Regions from separate parts of the Mus musculus genome. Here region 2 is linked to region 1. A link is a contact called in public promoter capture Hi-C data. All regions are on one chromosome and are shown on one strand. The core of a region is the stretch at or near the end of the contact, and the rest is flanking DNA. Distances in the headings are between cores, read along the strand shown. Region 1 holds the start of Kcnj8 (potassium inwardly-rectifying channel, subfamily J, member 8). Region 2 holds the start of Ldhb (lactate dehydrogenase B).

Evidence for each region. Capture Hi-C pulls out chosen DNA fragments and counts their contacts.
Region 2: a promoter capture Hi-C map of adipose tissue shows a contact between it and region 1. The contact joins the promoter of Ldhb here to the promoter of Kcnj8 in region 1. A contact is called at or near these places in 1 of 484 Hi-C or Micro-C datasets (embryonic stem cells), 1 of 115 datasets of contacts at active chromatin or transcription factors (memory CD8 T cells) and 3 of 9 other capture datasets (adipose tissue, liver and pancreatic islet).

The regions. Positions count from the first base shown.
Region 1 is chr6:142,570,243-142,573,173 of GRCm38.p6, reverse strand. It overlaps Kcnj8 (potassium inwardly-rectifying channel, subfamily J, member 8), which reads left to right and starts at 1,560. Exons shown (of 3, transcript NM_008428.5): 1 at 1,560-1,990; 2 at 2,721-2,931. The coding sequence starts at 2,795.
Region 2 is chr6:142,506,607-142,509,378 of GRCm38.p6, reverse strand. It overlaps Ldhb (lactate dehydrogenase B), which reads left to right and starts at 1,422. Exons shown (of 8, transcript NM_008492.3): 1 at 1,422-1,526.

The sequences.
Region 1 (2,931 bases), core at 311-2,810:
AACATCACATCTCTGCCAGCACTGTCTGTCTCTTAAGATCATCAACACTGGCACAGATTATACATCCCTAGCTATCTAAACACAAACTACATGTTTAATAACCAGGCATAGTAGTTGGATACTTTAATCCCAGCACTCACGAGGTTGAGTCAGGAGGACTGCCTTGAATGTGAATCGTGTCTGGGCTACATAGTAAACTATCAGTCTGCCTGGGTTTCATAACAACTTCCTGTTTCAAAGGACAGCAATGAAATCACATAAGCACAGAGGAGTAGCCGTGTAGTTCAGTTGGTAGAGTGGTTGTCTATGCACAAGGTCTTAAACAAAACAAAACAAACCCCAGACATGATGGCACACACCTACGATCCCAGCACAAGGAAGATAGGCAGGAGGATTAGAAGTTCAGGGTCACCATAGGCTACACAGCAAGTTCGAGGCCAACTCAGAATATGTGAAACCCTGTCTTCTGAAAAAAAAAAAAAAAAGAGTTTAATGTTTTTGGTGTTAAATTAGTAGACAGTAAATTGCACAGCAAGGTGCACTTCAAACTGTATTTCAGTGGCAGAACTCACAGCACAAATGTTGTCTGCATGGCTGCTATGAGGCTACAACATGAATTACTGCAGAAAACAAAGGAAACAAAAAGAATCTCACTGACAGGACAGGCCCTCCAGAATGCAAGGGGTTAAGCAGATCTACCCACAGTGGAAAAAGGGAAGGGGGGCTCTTCATTTTCCTTCATTAAAGACTAATTTTAGGTCTTTCTAGTAAATTAACATGCTGTTTATACTTCGGATACTCCCGACCCTCAAGTCTTGGAAAACATAAAATTTCCAAGAATTAAAGTTTCCATTAATACAAACGCCAAAAGCAGGATGACCGGCGGGGGGGAAAAAAAGCACATTTGTTCCCCCACCCCCACCCCCGCTCCTTCTCAAAAGCTATAGAAAGACATTTACTGTATAATCTTTCTTGTGCGCAAGTGAGCAGTCTTATCATTCTTACGATCTAGACTGGAGGGAGAGGCCTGCGGCCAAGAGTCAAAACGGAGCCGCGACTGCGCCTGCCTGCCCCGAAGGCAGGTGTGGTGCTGGACTTTGCTTAGCCGTCCTGCTGGGTGTAAATTTTCTTTATTGGAAGAGACTGTTGATGGTGTTTTTGTTGTTAGTCTCTATCTTTGTTTCCCTTTTTGTTTCTTTTGTGTGACTTTAAGTGCCTGAAAACTGGTCTTAGTTGGTGAAATCGGTTTTTTTTCCGAAAGGATTTCAGCCCTCCCACCCCTCTATATTCTAACACGAATAGATTTACAAGTTCAGGGCAGGGACCCCACCCTCACCCCACGCTCACCCCACAATCACCCCACCCAAAACACCTACACTCTCTCTATCTGGTTTTATTTCATCTGAAGTAACCCAGTGATACCCCCCCCCCGCAAGTTACACTTTAAAAAATAATAAATTAAAATCTCTTTGCGTCAGTGAACTTGGGCTCAGAAAGTTCTCTGAGCAGCGAGCCTTTTAAAGATGTGTGTGCCGGTCTGGCAGCAGAATCCGGGCTACTGGGAACCGAGCTGGCTCGGCTGGTGCCTCCTCCCCCGGTGGTCCCTCCCTTCTGGCCGGCTCCCTGCCTCCCCGGCTCCCCCGACTGGCCTCCGCCTCCACTTTCCCCGGCTCGCTCGGAGGTCTGGCCCCAGCTAGGCGGCTGAGGAGCTGGCGGAGCATGGCCACTAGCACCTCTATCCCCAGCTCCTACCCCGCCCTCCCCGTGGCCCGGCAGCAGGAGGGGGGAAGCCAAACCCAACCCTCATCTTCCAGCCCTCCTCCCCGCGTGCACTATGGATCGCACCTTCTAGAGTCTTAACTCAGTTCTGGAGGACCAACATCCCCCGGATCTGCACTTCGGGAGGTCTCTGCTCCCGGGATGCGAGAGCCTGGGACCAGCCCGCCCTGTGCGGAGCTCAAGCCGCAGCCGGGAGCGCAAACCCGAGTCTGTAAGTTGCATCGCGCCTCCCGGGGAGAGGAGGGGAAGCCGGCTATAGCGCAGCCCAAAGCCAAACAGTCAAGGTGTACCCAGATTGGCTCGAGCTGTGCAAATCCACTGCAGACCTCAGCAGTGTCTCTAATCCCCGCGTCGCAAATTACTTTCCAGCATATAGTATGATATAGGTTCAGAGGGAGGGGCGGGGAGTCTGGCTGCCTTTTAAAACGCATCTCGTAAATCCTTCCAATTTAATATCAATCATTTTCAAGTTCGAAAACGCAATGTTTGGTATCTTTTAATTACAGTTAATATTTTCTTAATGAACAGGAAGCAGTTTTCTTCGCTGCTACTAAAAGAATCCCTCCATCTTTCCTTTTAACCTTGCTACTTTATCTAAATAGTTTAGCAAGTAGATAGTGAACCCACTTGGCCTTTAATTTTCGTCCTCAGGCTTGCCTGACTAATCCCGAGACACAAAAGAATATACAGAAAATGCTTAAAGATTTGCTTATAGCGGTTATTTCCAAGAGTGAGCAGGGAGGAGAGAGAGAGAGGGGGGGGGGGATTCCTCCGGTTCTGATCAAAAGTTTTCTCTGGGATCCCAGACCTCAGACACAAAGTGGGTTCTCTTTTGTATTGATCACATCTTTAATTTAATATGTGTGTAAAACAGCATCCCTTTGTACAGATACCTGAGACGAGGAAATGAAGTTGACAGTTTTTAATAAGCGTTTCTCTAGTCTAGGAGGACGCGTGTGGAGGAAAGGAGCCACAGGTTCAGGCAGGTGCATAGGCGGGCTATGGTGAAAGGAAGATGTTGGCCAGGAAGAGCATCATCCCGGAGGAGTATGTGCTGGCGCGCATCGCAGCGGAGAACCTGCGCAAACCGCGCATCCGCGACCGTCTCCCCAAAGCCCGCTTCATCGCCAAGAGCGGAGCCTGCAACCTGGC
Region 2 (2,772 bases), core at 173-2,672, 64 kb after region 1:
GCCTGCATGTTTCCTAAGCATTTACCTTGCAGATGGAAAGCTCTATTCTTTCCCTAAAATTCCCCCTAGCCACCCCTTCCCCTTCAGCTCCTGGTACTGATACTCTTTTTCACTGCTGGGATTCAAACCCCAAACACTAAGGCTGTACTCTACCCCAAAGTCCCATCCATAGCTGCCTGTCACATCTCTATCAAAGAGTCTCCTTTTCTTCAATTCCTACAATTCCTTCTACTCCCCAGTAATGTGATAGCTCTACCCAGACTCCCCCAAATTTTCAGTAAAATTGGGGCAGAGGGCAGCACCCAAAGAGCACAGTTATATTCACACTTACACCTTCAATGCTTGGCAGAGGGAAGTTCTATTTATAGAGTTAGTAGTCGTTGACAAGAGGTACACACTTAAAGAAAACAAAAGGCAAATTCTCACACAGCAACTCCAGTGAGCTTGCTAGATGGGGAAACAATTTTATCTTAAGAAAACACAACTGCCCTAAATTTTCACAACACTTCTGATTGCTTAATCCATGCTGGAATAAGGAACCGGGCACTGGGCTGGATGAGACAAAGAGCTAAGAATGTGGGAAGACAATTACAGGGCTGGGGATGCTACTCCCTGCTAAACTGTGAGCTCCTGGGTTCTATGCGAAGCGCTCTCTCTCTCTCTCTCTCTCTCTCTCTCTCTCTCTCTCTCACACACACACACACACACACACACTGTACCAGCTCAGCGACTCCTAGGGAAGTTACATCTTTCTTAGGGTTCTTATTTTTTCTCCCTGGGGCCAGGCTTTTTCTTGGGACCTTGCAGTTTCCTGGAGGAACTGTGAAAGGCAGAAATCAGGCACCTTCGATCTTGTTGGGCAGCTATTAGTTGAATTAGGTGTGGGGAGAGGGGGAGGGGCGGTTACTGTCTTATTGAAGGAACTTTAAATGACCAAAAATCTGTTCTCTTCTGGGTTAGTTTGTTTTTGTTTGTTTGAAACAGTCTTAATGGAGAGGCCTAGGCTGGTCTCAAACTCCTGACTTCCCTCAGGACTCAGCCTTACCAGTGCTGGGATAACAGGCGTGTATAAACCCCCACTTCTGAAAAGAGTTCAGAAGCTCCGAGGCCTTTTGGAGTGATGTATCAGTAGCATCTTAAGCAAGGCGACTGCTCTAAAGTGGAGCCGGAATGCAACCTAGACATAGGTTTCTATTAGCACAAGATGGAGACCGTACAGAAGGCCAGAGAGGCAGGTTTACGGAATAAGTGCCTCAGCGGAAGGTGACCTCTAACTTTAGAGAGCGGGGGAGAGCGCGTGCACACTCCAGCCTTGTCCTTGAAGGAGATTGAACGAGCCGAGGGGAGGGATAGACCCGTCTCGGGTTTCCAATCACAATGGAGAAAGCTAGGAGGCTGGAGCGCCGCGGCCCCGCCTCCTCCTCCTCCTTCTTGTAGAGCCGGAGTCTGCGATCCGCAGAGCAGCAGCCTGCTGACTTTGCAGTGGCTCCCCTGCCTCAGCGCGCCGCAGAGCCTCCTCTTTTCTGGTAGGTCTGAATCCAGGATCCCAAAACCTGACTTAACTGAACATCAGGGTGTGTGTTGTGGGAGTAGGGAGTGCAGAGGTGTTATTGTTTGGCAGAACAGGAGGAAGGAGCTACGTACGACACATCCACTCTTTGGGGCCTTTGTCCCTGAGCATTCATGCCCCTACCTATTTCTTCTTTGTGGTTTTGGGTGGCAAGCCGAGCGAGCAGAGGTGCGCAGCTGAGCTCCCGACTCGGTCTGCACCTTGGTACAGCCTGAGCACAGGGTGGTCTCGGGCCTGTGTGCTATCAATAGAAAGACTTGTAACGTAAGGTAAGTCAAACCTAGTCTCTTCAAGTCCTTGGCAGTTAGCACATCACCCATCAGCTGCGATGCAGCCTGGGGCGCAAGCCAGGGCAGCGCGCCCAGTGGCCGGGGAACCGAGCAAGGTCTAGGTGGGTCCCTGTGAAGGTTGGAAGGTCTTGCACCTGGTGATGGAGAACGGTCCCAGCTATTTTAGCAATGAGGATAAAGGAAAGTTCGGTCCGGAACACCAGGCTTCGTCCCCTCTCACGCTGCCCGCCCTGCAGCCGGGTACTTGCTGGGCCTCTTTAGATGCGCTAGGATTTTGTTTACTTCTTGTGCTAAGTGTGGAAGCCTAGGCTTTCCCCCTGGAGACCGTAATCGAGGTGTGCGCTGGTGTCTCCCTCGTGACCTGCTTTGCACAGGAGGAAAGGTGGCTTGGGTGTCACGGAACTGAACAAGCTCCGACAGCACCTGGGGTCGGGGGTAGGGTGAAGGATATGACTGGTTTTAATGGAGAAATTGGAGGCCATACCCGGGCATTAAGAGTTAACATAGGTGATTCTCTGCGGAGTCGTCCTTAGCCTCTGACCTAGACCACTGGTTCTTATCCACAGGAGATGGGAATGTGGGGGCACCCTGAGGCGAGGGTGTTTTTTCCTGTTCCTTTCTCTCTACAGTCAACTCCCTGATTTGACACAGGCTTGCTACAACGCAAACTATTTTCTTCTCATTCTCTATCACTGTGGGAGGTGGGGGTGGGAGGAGAATACACGCTGAACTTCAGTCTAGATATCTGCCTGTGCTTGCTGGATCTTCAACACTGCCGCTTTTGAAATTCCCCAAAGCGATTTAAAATGTTTTCAGGACAGCTTCAACGTTCCAGCGTTTCAGATAGCATCCCAGGATGATGGAGGGTGACCTTGGCCTCTCCTGACTCTCCTACCTCCACCTCCCAAACGT